Linked DNA regions of Sus scrofa: regions 1 and 3 are each linked to region 2. The links are chromatin contacts, called in public Hi-C and HiChIP or PLAC-seq maps. All regions are on one chromosome and are shown on one strand. The core of a region is the stretch at or near the end of the contact, and the rest is flanking DNA. Distances in the headings are between cores, read along the strand shown. Region 1 overlaps ENPEP (glutamyl aminopeptidase). Region 2 overlaps EGF (epidermal growth factor). Region 3 overlaps LOC106504743 (a long non-coding RNA gene).

Region 1 (4,205 bases), core at 281-2,780, 450 kb before region 2:
TTAAAGAGTCTAACGTGCTAATCTGAATAAAAATGATAAGTCTAATTTACTGAAAGAATTTTTAAAATCAGACTTGCCATATAACAATTTAAGAAATTCAGTGGCTTACTTATCTGATTTTTTTAAAAAAGAAAGGAAGAAAGAAAGAAAAGGGAGGAAAGGAGAAAGGAGAGGAAAGGAAGAAAATTTATATGTTGATCTTCCAATGAATGGTTCAGTATATGACCCTTCTCCTTTGGCTATGGGTATTTATTATTGTGTCAGTCATGGTAAGTCATTAAAAAGAATTTAAGGTAGAAAAGTTCTCATTATTATGGATAAGGATTTGGGCTCACCCATTAATTATTTAAGAGGTTTCTTTTAGCTGAAACTTATATAAGTTCAAGCTTTCTTGTTGTTTATTGACACTTACATTCATTTAATGTAGTGCTCATTCAAAGTAGCAATTCAATCCATTAATTCGAAGAAGAAAGAAATCAATTGACAATATTTACCTCCTGTTTCTGACCTGTTGTAGATTGTAATCGTTGATTCATTATCGTTAGTCCATCTAACTGGAATATTCCATGTGTAGCTAAAGTTTTTTAAAAAGGAAAATTTTAATTTTATTACTAAAAATAAAAACATTTCCAAAATAAAAGAAATTAAAAAAGCAATAGACAAGCATGTTTTCCTCATAAGTGATTGTCTAGTTTAGTATACCATTAAACAGCTAATACAATGTTGTTTTGTGATAAAGATAGGCTATGCAACTGCTTTCAATTTCTATAAATCTAAAATTTGGAATTTTGTATCAAAAATTAGCTAAGGATGAAGAAGATTGTTTAAATTAAAATGCCTTCAGGCTTTGGAATAAAGATATTGCACAAATGTAATACATGATATAAAATTGAGCATCACACACATATTTGCATACACTCTAATATGCTATAATTTCTGTTCAGCAAACACAAAGCTTTTTTAGAATTCAGAAGACAATCATAAAGGCTGTGAAGGAAATAACACATTTCTCATATCATATATTAGCAGTCAGAAAATACAGGAGGTCTAGAGCGGGGATGAGTCTGTGTTTGGGTTTGGGTTTCAACTCAAAGTTAGCCTTGTTTTTTTTTTTTTTTTTTTTTTTTTCATCTGTGGTCATTCAAGTCCCTAATAAGAATGGGGGAATGATATATCTCCCTTTCAAGATATAATAAAATTTATGTAACTCAGCAAGAATGTATATTTGCCATCTACATGAAAGAAGTAATCCTTTGTTTTATAACTATTGAAATGTTTTATAGATTGAGGTTTTTCTAGCTCTCGAAGGATTTTTTCAGTGGAATGTTTTTGGCTATAAGTTTCTTAGAACCAATACATAAGTTGTTTCTTGGGTCCTATAGGAGACATTGTCAGTGCCCCTCCCTTATCCCCTTGAATCTCTTTGTCATTTTTGGGCACCCTAGATTCCAATGTATTTTCCCTGCCAACAGCCAGCACCTGGGTCTCTCTGTCAGAAGACTGCCCTCTGGCGCCTAAGCAGGGCAAACCAGAAGTTCCTGGAAATGTGCATCCTTGGATGCAGCCCTTAGCCAATGATGAATGGGCATGAGGGTATTCTTTGTCTCATCTGGCAGGACCACTCTAAAGCACTGTCTCCAGAATTTCCCTGCAGGGTAATTCCCCTGGACTGGACCTCCTCGATGTTGCACCTTTGGTGCTCAGTATCCCATTTCCCACTCCCCTGTTAGCCTTTCCCAGAAACATTTCCTAATGAGTCACTTCCACTTGAATGATCACCTCAGGGTCTGATTTTAGTGAAGCCAATCTAAGAATGATCACTTGTAGCTTCTCAAGAGACAGACAAAGGAGGATTTTTTAAAAAGTCACATCCTACCTACAGATTTTACTCTTGCACTGCTCTGCTGGTTTGGTGTTGCCATGTAGACTAACATTTCATTCCCCCTGACCTTTTCCCAGTGCCAGCCCGGCTGAAACAACAGAGTGTGCAGTGTCTGGATACCCTACATGCACAGTCAGGATCTCACATTTCCACTGTCAGCCCTAAGACATGGTCTCTGAGACTAGGCTGTGCCTAAGAGTGAGCATAAGATATACTCTACAAATGTAAAAATATTACTCTGAGGTCTGTAAAAGCATCATAACACAAAAAGGGATAGAGGATTAAGGCAATGTAATTTTATAATTTTGGAACCATTTACAGAATCTAATCTAATCTGAGTAAAATAATAGATTTGAGAGTATGAAATATTAAGAAATGGAAATAACAAAAATGAAATAATAGTTTTCTATATTTTGTCTAAAATTCATGAGTATCAGCTTTTATTTTTTAAAGGTATAATTCACTTTTTTTTTCTTTTTTTAGGGCCACACCCACAACATATGGAAGTTCCCAGGCTAGGGGTCAAATCGGAGCTGTAGCCACTGGCCTATACCACAGCCACAGCAACACCAGGTCCAAGTCACATCTGAAACCTTCACCACAGCTTGCAGCAATGTCAATCCTTAACCCACCGAGCAAGGCCAGTGATCGAACCCACATCCTCATGTATACTAGTCAGGTTTATAACTGCTGAGCCACATCGGGAACTCCTGTAATTCACCTTTTAAATGTCGAGCAATGTAACAGCTTCTGGCAATATAAATATGGCCAATCTAATTTTCACTAAGGAAGCTGACTTTGATTGCGCTAACACAGTACACCTCCTACCATTCTCCCACCTGTTTAAATTGAGTGGCCTGCCGAAGACATATAAGCTTGTCTCATAGAGAATTCTCCCTGATGGAGATGTGAAATGGCCCATTTCTAAGAGATGGTTGAGGCCATAGTGTTAAAACTAACTTACACACGTGTGGGCCTTTTATTTATTCATTTTAATTAATTAATTAATTATTTATTTATTTTTGCCTTTTTCTAGGGTTGCTCCTGCAGCATGTGGAGGTTCCCAGGCTAGGGGTCTAATTGGAGCTGTAGCTGCCAGCCTACGCCACAGCCACAGCAACGCAGCTTCCAGGCTGCCTCTGCGACTTACACCACGGCTCACGGCATCGCCAGTTCCTTAACCCACTAAATAAGGCCAGGATCGAACCCACAACTTCATCATTCCTAGTCGGATTCGTTTACCACTGTGCCACGATGGAACTCCTGTGTGGACCTTTTAGATTATAAAAATTTTCTATAAAAATTAGAGTTCCATAGCCTTGGAAGATTTAAGCAGTGAGAAAAGGGAAAAGGCCATTCAGTTTAGACTATAGCTTAACATTGTCTACCAGGTAGGAGTATACAATAGCTTGGAGAAAAGAAAAAGCTGATTTCTTTCTGGGGGCATTAAGGCATATATTATAATTTCACTTTTTAATCAAGTTAAAAATAAGGATAACTTTTGGTATTTTGTCCTTTTCTCTCTTCCTTGTTCAGGAGCCGCTATAGATTCCCAACAGTAAAAACTCAAGTTTTCTAGGTTTATTTTCCTATGCATATATCATTTATAACTTTTTTTTACAAAAATGGAACAAGTAGATTGATTTTATTGTAAACGATGACTAAAAATTATGTATCTATGAAAAACATAATGCATCTATGAATCTAAAAATTTTAAAAAGTATCTGAAGGTTAATACTAGAAAAATTAGAGAAAAATGCAAATGTTAGTATAGTTCCATGGTCTAAATCTTGATGAATGCAGTTTAAAGAGTTATTATAATTTAAACATGATTTTGATCTGATGATATGTTTATTTTTCCTAGTAATACATTTTTTGTTTGTGTGGAGAGGAATCCATAACCAAAGAATAGTTTTTTAAAATCCAATCCTGCTGGTTTAAAAACAGCGTTGGCTCTCTGGCTGACAAATCACTGGATATGAATAACAGAAGGGAACAATTAGTGTAAAGCTTTCCCAATGGGAGTTTGTTTTGCAAGAAAGAAATATATATATATTTTAAATTTTAATGTGCAGTGACCATTAAACAGCAGTTTTAAATATGGCCAATCCGACTTGCTAGAATATAAAACAGTAACTGTAAAGATAAGTTTATAGTTAACAGAGCGATCACAGAAATTATGTTGATTTTTGTAATTATCACCTGATAACAAATCAGATCTGGAGTTCCTGTCATGGCTCAATGGCAATGAACCTAACTAGTATCCATGAGGATGTGGGTTCAATTGCTGGCCTCGCTCAGTGAGTTAGGGATCTGGTGTTGC
Region 2 (4,690 bases), core at 592-3,091:
GTTGGCACTCATCAATATCTGCCAGAAAAAGGGAGTAGAAAGAAGTGGGGTGTGGAGGAGAACAGAGGACTGTACAATTGGAAACACCAATATTCTGGAAGGGGAGCATCTTCCACTCATGTCACACTGCGTATTCTCAGAGTCCCACACATTTTTAGGTTGAAAAATTCTAGTATACATGTTGGAGAGAGAGATGACCTGGGCCCCTCGGTTGCATGCCCAGGCAGGTAAACTGGAAGTTTCCCTACTGGTTGTAAGGAAAGGAAATTTCTCAGCATAAGTAGCTCAGTGGGAAGGGTGGAGATGGTTAACAGTCTCTAGGTAAACATTCAGAAGTTCAGATCAGAGGAAACATTTTTGCCTTTTTTCACAGAAACAAACGAAGGCATCACGTTTTGTTTTGTTTTGTTTTTTTGTTTTGGTTTTTTTTTTTTTTTTTTTGCTCATTAGGGCCTCACCCTTGGCATATGAAGGTTCCCAGGTCAAACTGGAGCTGCAGCTGCCAGCCTACCCCATAGCCACGGCAACACAGGATCCAAGCCTCGTCTGCAACCTGCACCACAGCTCATGACAACACCGGCTCCTTAATCCATTGAGCGAGGCCAGGGATCAAACCCACATCCTCATGGATCCTAGTTGGGTTTGTTAACTGCTGAGCCATGAAGGGAACTCCATGAAAGCATCACTTTCTTTCCCAACGACTCCCCTTTCCTTGTCTCAGTTACTGCCACCCTAACACTGAAGTCCTTTCTCTGTAAAATTTCCTGCTGCTCTAAGAGGAGCAGTCTTCTACCTTCCCTCCATCCCAGCTCTCCTCCACTCCACTCCTAAACACCAGCGCCAGATTAATCGTCCTGAACCACATCTCCCATCACAGCACCACTTGACCCAAATGCTGCCAGTGCTCGTCTGTTGCCTGGAGCCGTATTGAAGCGCTATCCTGAATAGTGCAAATGGAGTCTTTTTCTGTGTTCTTTTTTAAACTGACATCCTATTGTAATCTCTATGAACTATCACCTTGAGAATGAGATAGAAGCAAAAACAAAGATGGACTCTTGGCCAGGAAACACAACTACTCTTAGGAATAACAACGACCGTTGTTTTCTATGGCACTTACTATGTGCTAGGCATGGTTCAAAGTGCTAAATCTGCATGGAGGGGAGCAGCACAGAGAATAAGAACAAGCCCAGGGCTTCCAGGTGGCCCAAGGACTCTGTGCCAACAGGGCAGGCTGGGCGAGGACACCCTGCTGCGTGGAAGGAGGTGGGTGAGTTGCAGGGTGAGAGTCCAGAGCATAGTGAGTTTAAGCATCCAAGAAAGTATACCTTCCCTTTTTCTTCAAAGTCAATTAAATATAAAGCCTGTTTGTCTAAATTATCTGTGAGCCTGCTTAATGAGACCAGTGACATTTTCCTGACTGACAGCCAAATATGTGCTTAAAAGAGCATTTACAGATGTCTGTGGACTCCGCAAAACTAATCTGATAAAGGTCTGATTTAAACCGACTAGATCCAGACAATTGGTAGTCATGACTGATGTTTCATCTTCAACCTCAGCATGTTGGGAGAAAGCAGTACCATATTAGTTTTTATCAGGGCATCTGCCCCTGGCCGTGAAAAGATTTTTGTTTTCAGAAGGAAAAGAAAAGACTGAGAGAGACATTTGAAAGCCCCGTAAAACTTGAGATAACGATTTTACTGGGCCACGATGGCTTCAGGCAGGTCTCTACTTGCTGCCACGCTACTGACACCTGGAATGGTACCTGGCATCTGTTAAGTGAACTCCCAACCCTCCAGCCACACCCAGAACTTGGCAGAGGACGGCGATTAGGAAAGAGGTCTTCATCATCCCTCGCTTGCTAAATGTCAGCAGCTTGAACTTCTCAAGAGTCAGCCAGCGAGCCCTTTCCCAGAACCACCCCTCCTCTCGTTTGCTCACAGCGGGGACCTCCAATAAAAACCACATCAGCTCACGTTAGGGACCAAGAAAGTGCTGTTCAGTTCCCCACCCCGATGTGGAGTCCTGATGAAGCCCTGAGGTCGCTCACCCTGAGAAAGAACCAGGGGGAAACAGAGCGCTGAGGCTGACGAGTGCCAATCATGGCCAAAGGGGATGAACTTGACTGTTTACCAAGAACTTGACTGTTTACCAAGAACTGAAAGATGTCAGGTCCTCTTTTGGTCTTAACTTGTGTGTCACCCCAATTAGATCCCATCTTTTCTCGGCCCACCACGCCCCGTGTTTGGTGAGTCTCCAAGGCCTGCCTCCACCCTCCTCCTTCAGCCCGCAGCTCTCTTACCGAGACAGTGGATCCCATCTCCCTGGTAGCCTTCCGAGCAGCGGCAGACGTGACCACCTTCGGTATTGATGCACTCGGAGGAGGTAGGAGGGCACACCGAGGTGCCCAGCTCACACTCATCTATATCTGTGGACAAACGATGAACTAGTGAAACGTGCAGGCAATCCTGGTATAAATGAAAATAGCAGGAAAGAATAGTATAGTCTTTCATACAATCATCCAGCGACAAATAGGTTCTGTTTGCAAATGTAATACAAGCCCTGCATCCTGGACATCAAGTTCACTTCTGAATCAATTTTTATCGATTTCTCAGTGTTCAGTTAGCTAAGTATGTGTTAATAATCACTTTGTGCTAGAGTTTCAGACTGTACGATGGGAGATTTTTACAGTAATGACTATCAATACCAAATAGAAACCCATTCAGCAAAACCCACTTAACAATGAAAACTTATGACCTAAGCTTTTTTTGGGGGGCTGCTTTTATTGGAATTGAGGCATTTATAAATTTGACTTGAACACAGATTCATACTTCAGAAGCTAATTATAAATTCTTTATCCTTAATATCAATTGCATATATTACGGCACGTTAATGTAAATGCCGTGTAATCTAACACGATATTAAATGTTTCAGATTTTCTATGCCTACCTCCATGATCTTTTTAGCTAGTATCAAACAACATTCAATCCCGCTGATCACATAAATCCTTCTGGAGATTTTGCATCGGTATGATCTGAGAGGATGTTTTTGATTCATTATTTTCCAGATATTATGTGTATTTGGCCTTTGCTCTTACCAGAACACAGGTTTCCATCTCCAGCAAATCCTTTCAAACACTGACACGTGGCGTCCTCTCCCTCTGTAACACACCGCGCCTGCGCACTGCATCCCGCAGCGCCGCAGTCCTCGTCATCTGCATGGTGAGAACCCCATCAGATTATTTCCAGACCTCAGAGAAGAAAATGGATTTTAATGTTTGGAGGCCTACAGAACATGCCAGCACTTCCTTTCCCAAGATCTGGGATAGGTTAACCTCCAAAAAGAAACACCGTGTTGACCTTTAAGCTAGATCTATATTAAAGGATCCACAAGCCATGTGTTTCCGTTTACATGCTCTCAACAAATCTTTAGTCTTACAAGAATGATGCAGTGTTCAAAGACCTCTGTATGAACTTGTTTACAATGTTTTTAAAAAAAAGCATTTGAAAACTTGAACTGTAAAATTTCTAGGAGTAAATGGACTTGAATTTCAAAAATTGTGTTGCCTATTTGAGAATTTCCAACCATCATGATATATAAAAAGGGTCAATATATTCTTATCCCCCACGGGAACATAGACTAATATATAGCAAGTAGATCTGTGTACCAACATGGCAAGGCGATTTAATCATAAAAAGATTTATTGTCGATTTACTAAAATTATGTTTCATAGATAATAGAATATGTATGTCAAAATGGAAGTTTATTATCATGATTTATTCAGTGACTTGCAAACCTCAAGGCACTTTTATGGAGTCATGAACCGTACAAACTGAATGCTGTAAATGGATCACTTCATTTCATACGCCATTGAAATGCAAATGCCCTGGGGGATGGAGTTGCATGTTGAGCCATAAACATGAGTGAATTTTTTTTTTCTTTGCTTATGTACATAATCATTCTCAAATGCCTCCTCCCTGTTGGAGTTAAGGGTATCTGACATACCGCAGTAGGATATAATCTTCTGTCTTTTCACTGGTAAATTTGCTCATGAGAACAAGAAAGGTCAAGAGACCCCCCAAAGTTGCCCAGAAATTAAAGAAAGTTAAATGATCTAAGCAGGATTCAGGTGTCATGCGAATGCAGACATCGGGTAATTGCGTTTGATTTGCTTAGCTATTTGAGCGAGAAGATTTCTCTTGTGGGAACACATGCCTTTCGCTTGCTTTTTTTCCTGCCACTCGTGACTCTTTGAGATGGGTAAGTTCAGACTAAATCAATTATCCGTTTGATTCAGCATTTATCTGGAAGACAAGCTCCCAAATCAAAAGGCTGTGCAGACTGTATGGTGGACAGTATCCTATTACCTAAGGCATTTTAAATCACTTGCAGAATTTATCTTAAATTAGAATATGACTTGGGATTTACTTGGTAACTTGCAAACTCCAAGGCAGCTTTGCATAATGAAAAGCAAGGGATGTGTAGTTGCAAAATACATAGCTGGAGTTCTTTCTGCCACAGACTGGCTGCGGAAGGGAGGAATGCCCGTGCTTTATGTGCCTCTGTTCTAAAATACATGGGACTGGGAGTTCCCGTCGTGGCTCAGTGGTTAACAAATCCGACTAAGAACCATGAGGTTGCGGGTTCGATCCCTCGCCTTGCTCAGTGGGTTAAGGATCCAGTGTTGCCTTGA
Region 3 (4,125 bases), core at 1,378-3,877, 310 kb before region 2:
AAATACCCTGACCCAAGTCACCATTATTGCTTGCTTGGATTATTACCACAGCCTCCTAACTGGCCTTGCACCTTCTGCTTGTGCCCCCTTCAGTATCTTCTGAATACAACATGCAGGGTAACCCCTTTAAAATATAAATCAGGTCAAAATACGTCAGAGTTCTTACAATAACCTTACACCCATGTAAGCTAACCTCCAGTCACCTCTTTGATTTCATCTATTTCTTACCTCCCCTTTGTCTTTCTTTGTTCATACTCTCTAGTCATGCTGGCCTCTTTCCTGTTATTCAGACATCAAGCACCTTCTTGCATCAGGGCTTTAGTACCTGCTTTTCCTTTTTTCCATAATAATCTCTGTTGGAGTTCCTGTCGTAGCTCAGTGGTTAACAAATCCAACTAGGAACCATGAGATTGCAGGTTCGATCCCTGGCCTTGCTCAGTGGGTTAAGGATCCGACATTGCCATGAGCTGTGGTGTAGGTTGCAGACGTGGCTCGGATCCCATGTTGCTGTGTCTCTGGTGTAGGCCGGTGGCTACAGCTCCGATTCGACCCCTAGCCTGGGAACCTCCATATGCCACGGGAGCGGCCCAAGAAAAGGCAAAAAGTAATAATAATAATAATAATAATAATCTCTGTCTGTATTTCTAACACTTTACACACCTCTCTCAGGTCTACTCAAATGTCACCTGCTCAGAAAACCTTGCTCCTGGTACACAGTATCTTATTTATTTATTTATTTATTTTGTCTCTTTAGGGCCATCCCCGAGTCATATGGAAGTTCCCAGGCTAGGGGTTAAATTGGAGCTGCAACAGCTGGCCTATACCACAAGCACAGCCATGCCAAATCCTAACCATATCTGCGACCTACACCACAGCTCATGGCAACGCCGGATCCTTACCCACTGAGCAAGGCCAGGGATCGAACCTGCGTTTTCATGGATGCTGGTCAGATTCATTTCTGCTGAGCCACAACGGGAACTCCGTGGTGCACAGTATCTAAAATTTCAACTCTCCTTCCCCTAACACTTTTCCCATTCCTTGATTTGTTTTTTTCTCAAATAGACTATATATTTTATTTTTAAAATCTTGGATATTATCTGTCTCCCCTTGGCTCCAGATGGCCTTCATGGACCCTAAACATTTTTGCTTTCATGAGCCCCTTCTTGCACCAAAAATATCAAAAATTGACTCTGTTGGTACAAAGACATATATAATCCAGGCTCAATTCATTATTTTATATTCATTTTCTTCTGATTTCAACGGAAGTTACAACACACAATTTTGTGAATCCTACACATTGTGTTTACTCTGCCTAAAAAGTCAGTACCAGTCTCCCCAAGCACAAGCCAGTTGGGAGTACAAGCCTTCTAGGGCACCGTGCTCTTCACTCTATAAATGTGATCCAACCCTGAGACTGTGGTCTTATAAATAACATAAATTGCTTTAAACCAGGTGATGTGAGAGTCATTGGCGTTCTGCTGACTATGCTGATAGGTTTCAAGAGGTCTGCTTCTTCAAAATACCCCTCTCTATGGTAGACCTCTTACTCTGAACCCTTGAAACTACAAGTTCAAGGGCAAGTGTTGGTAGCTGGGCACGTGTTGACAAGTGTTGGTATGTTGAAACTGACCTGCAGACACCTTAGAGAGACTATTTCCTGAGTTCTGCTGACTCAGTTGCCAAGTGTGCTCTACTTCAGACAGTTTCATTTTAAAAGATGCTGTTTTAAATGTCTATGACAGGAAGTTAGGCTGCCTCGAAAGCTAAGGTTTATAAAAACATTGATTGTGTTTGATTATAAAATGTCTTTAAAGGTTTCATTTCAAACTACACATATAAGGCAATTCTGCAACATGTCCCCAAGGAGATCTCCCAGACCAGAGAGTTGAGGTTGATGAAGCAATAGCCAGCAATGTCTTTTCCAGGTTGTACATTATATTTGGTAAAGTATAATCCTTTCACATCCAAAAAGACAAGTTTACCCAGTATGTGTATCTTGGGTGACATTTACGTGTTCTATAAAATTTCAGGCAGTTCCCTGGTGTCTAGTCGTTAGGACTTGGTGCTTTCACCATTGCGGCCCAGGTTCAGTCCCTGGTCTGGAAACTTTGGTCCCACATCAAGCTGCTGCATATTGTGGCCAAAGTAAATAAATAAATAGACACTCAGCAGGTTTCTTTTGAACTCTTACTTTGTTTTATAGCAAAGATCCCAACTGAACTTATTCTATTTACCCCAGAATTCAGATGGAGTGAGCCATCATGAGAAAAAAGTATCAAGACTCAATAAGTTTCAAGAACAATGGGAAAGTTTCTAAAGGAAGAAATGAATTGAAATTCTTTCCCATTGCATAGACAGAATATAAGTTCATCCTTTTTGTTCACTGATATGTCCCTAAAATCTAGAACAATGTGTATACGTTGCAGGTGCTCGATAAGTATTTATGAATACTTGAATGCATTGTGTTTCTGTCCAGGGCACACAGATTCCACTGAATCACAGCATAAGGGAGCTACCAAAAAGCAAACGCTAGAACTGCTTAGGAAACTATCTGAAAGCACAGCACAGCTGCTACATTTGGCGATAGAAGTTTGAACAGTGGCCAGAGGCAGGGCAGTCAGTTTCAAAAGATAGGATCCTTGTACCAACATCAATGTTCTTGGCTTGAAGTGTGGCAGATATAAGTAGAAATAGTAGCTGGCACTGGAGATCATGCCCTCATTAGCCATTAGCGGGAAATCTGCTGCTTTTAATAGTAATGAGGGCCATCACCCCTGAGAAGCAGAGCTGAGAAGAGGTAAAAATGAACCCCACAAAGTAGCCAAGAAAATTAGTTTATGACTCATGGATCCCAAGCACCAAATTTCTTTATGCTCTAAGGTAGCTACTCTTCTAGGCCAGGGTCTGCCTTGAATTGGTTGTTGAACTCGAAAGTTGATTCGCCCTGCCTCTAGCCATCCAGCTTTCTTTTTTAAACAGGATTCTAATCTTGGTTTTAGAAGGTGTTTTATAATAAGTACTGATAACACCAAATGGGAAATAAGCAATTTTCAACACTATTTTTTTTTGTCCGCTTTTTAGGGCTACACTCTTGACATATGGAAGTTCCCTGGCTCCCAGGCTAGAGGTCAAATCGGAGCTACAGCTGCTGGCCTACACCACAGCCATAGCAAAGTGGGATCCCAGCTGTGTCTGCGGCTTACACCACAGCTCACAGCCATTCCCGATCTCTGACTCACTGAGCGAGGCCAGGGATGGAACCCGCATCCTCATGGATACCAGTTGGGCTCATTACCCATGAGCCACAACAGGAACTTCCCAACACTCTAATTACTGTGGAGGAACCCATGGGCAAACCCAACCCTGGGACACTACAACTCTACAAGTCAATTTAGATGTTTGTTCTTTTTTTTTTTTTTTTTTTGTCTTTTTGCCTTTTCTAGGGCTGCTCCCATGGCATAAGGAGGTTCCCAGGCTAGGGATCTAATCTGAGCTGTAGCCTCCAGCCTACACAGCAAAAGCAACACTGGATCTGAGCCGCATCTGCAGTCTACACCACAGCTCACGGCAATGCCGGATCCTTAACCCACTGAGCAAGGCCAGGGATCAGACCTGCAATCTCATGGTTTCTAGTCGGATTCGTTAACCACCGAGCCACAACGGGAACTCCTAGATGCTTGTTCTTATATAAGATCCTTTATAAAGTAACTTTTGAAATGGCCTCAAAAGTAACAGCTTCCTTTATAACTTGGAGAATATCACAGATGGATAAAAATAATCACAAATTTCTATAGAATATGCGGGGAAATTGAATTTGCAACATGGTGAATACCCTCTTTCATTTCACCTTCGAGAAATTTCCTCTCAACAAAGTAATTCACAGTATCTTATCTTTCAAGAAGTTCCCCAAAATGAGAGTAGAATGGTGTGGGGAAAATGATTTTTGACATAATATTCAAATATGCTTTATAAAGATACATATCTAGGGGTTGAAGTTAAAAATTAAATGGAAAGAAATCTCCTTAAAGAAGGGCTATTGAATAGTATGAGATTCTTGAAATGACATGAATTTTTTTATAGGTAAGATTTTGATAAAAGGAGACAGGAAGAATGAAGCTGTTTTTG

What was found. A called contact is a pair of places that touch in the nucleus more often than the background predicts. HiChIP or PLAC-seq counts read pairs in DNA pulled down with a chosen protein or histone mark.
Region 1: a contact with region 2 is called in a Hi-C map of skeletal muscle, with 4 times the contacts expected there. The contact joins two enhancer-like sites. A contact is called at or near these places in 1 of 5 promoter capture datasets (liver), 19 of 47 Hi-C or Micro-C datasets (alveolar macrophages, brain, embryonic fibroblasts and 12 more) and 1 of 2 datasets of contacts at active chromatin or transcription factors (skeletal muscle).
Region 3: an H3K27ac HiChIP or PLAC-seq map of skeletal muscle shows a contact between it and region 2, with 3 times the contacts expected there. The contact joins two enhancer-like sites. A contact is called at or near these places in 2 of 47 Hi-C or Micro-C datasets (embryonic fibroblasts and liver) and 1 of 2 datasets of contacts at active chromatin or transcription factors (skeletal muscle).

Annotation. Positions count from the first base shown.
Region 1 is chr8:111,798,106-111,802,310 of Sscrofa11.1, forward strand. It overlaps ENPEP (glutamyl aminopeptidase), which reads right to left. Exons shown (of 20, transcript NM_214017.1): 11 at 495-574. All of the region lies in intron 3 of LOC106504743 (a long non-coding RNA gene), which reads left to right. Among named protein-coding and RNA genes, the nearest start is that of ENPEP, 58 kb to the right of the region's middle. Within about 2 kb of position 1,531, at least 1 of the 83 cell types and tissues checked has an H3K27ac peak or open chromatin away from gene starts, as enhancers often do. A contact at or near this core is called in skeletal muscle, where this site is marked.
Region 2 is chr8:112,252,195-112,256,884 of Sscrofa11.1, forward strand. EGF (epidermal growth factor) reads right to left here. Exons shown (of 24, transcript NM_214020.1): 17 at 3,095-3,211; 18 at 2,300-2,425; 19 at 1-18. Among named protein-coding and RNA genes, the nearest start is that of EGF, 75 kb to the right of the region's middle. Within about 2 kb of position 1,842, at least 2 of the 83 cell types and tissues checked have an H3K27ac peak or open chromatin away from gene starts, as enhancers often do. A contact at or near this core is called in skeletal muscle, where this site is marked.
Region 3 is chr8:111,940,559-111,944,683 of Sscrofa11.1, forward strand. All of the region lies in intron 4 of LOC106504743 (a long non-coding RNA gene), which reads left to right. Among named protein-coding and RNA genes, the nearest start is that of ENPEP, 84 kb to the left of the region's middle. Within about 2 kb of position 2,628, at least 3 of the 83 cell types and tissues checked have an H3K27ac peak or open chromatin away from gene starts, as enhancers often do. A contact at or near this core is called in skeletal muscle, where this site is marked.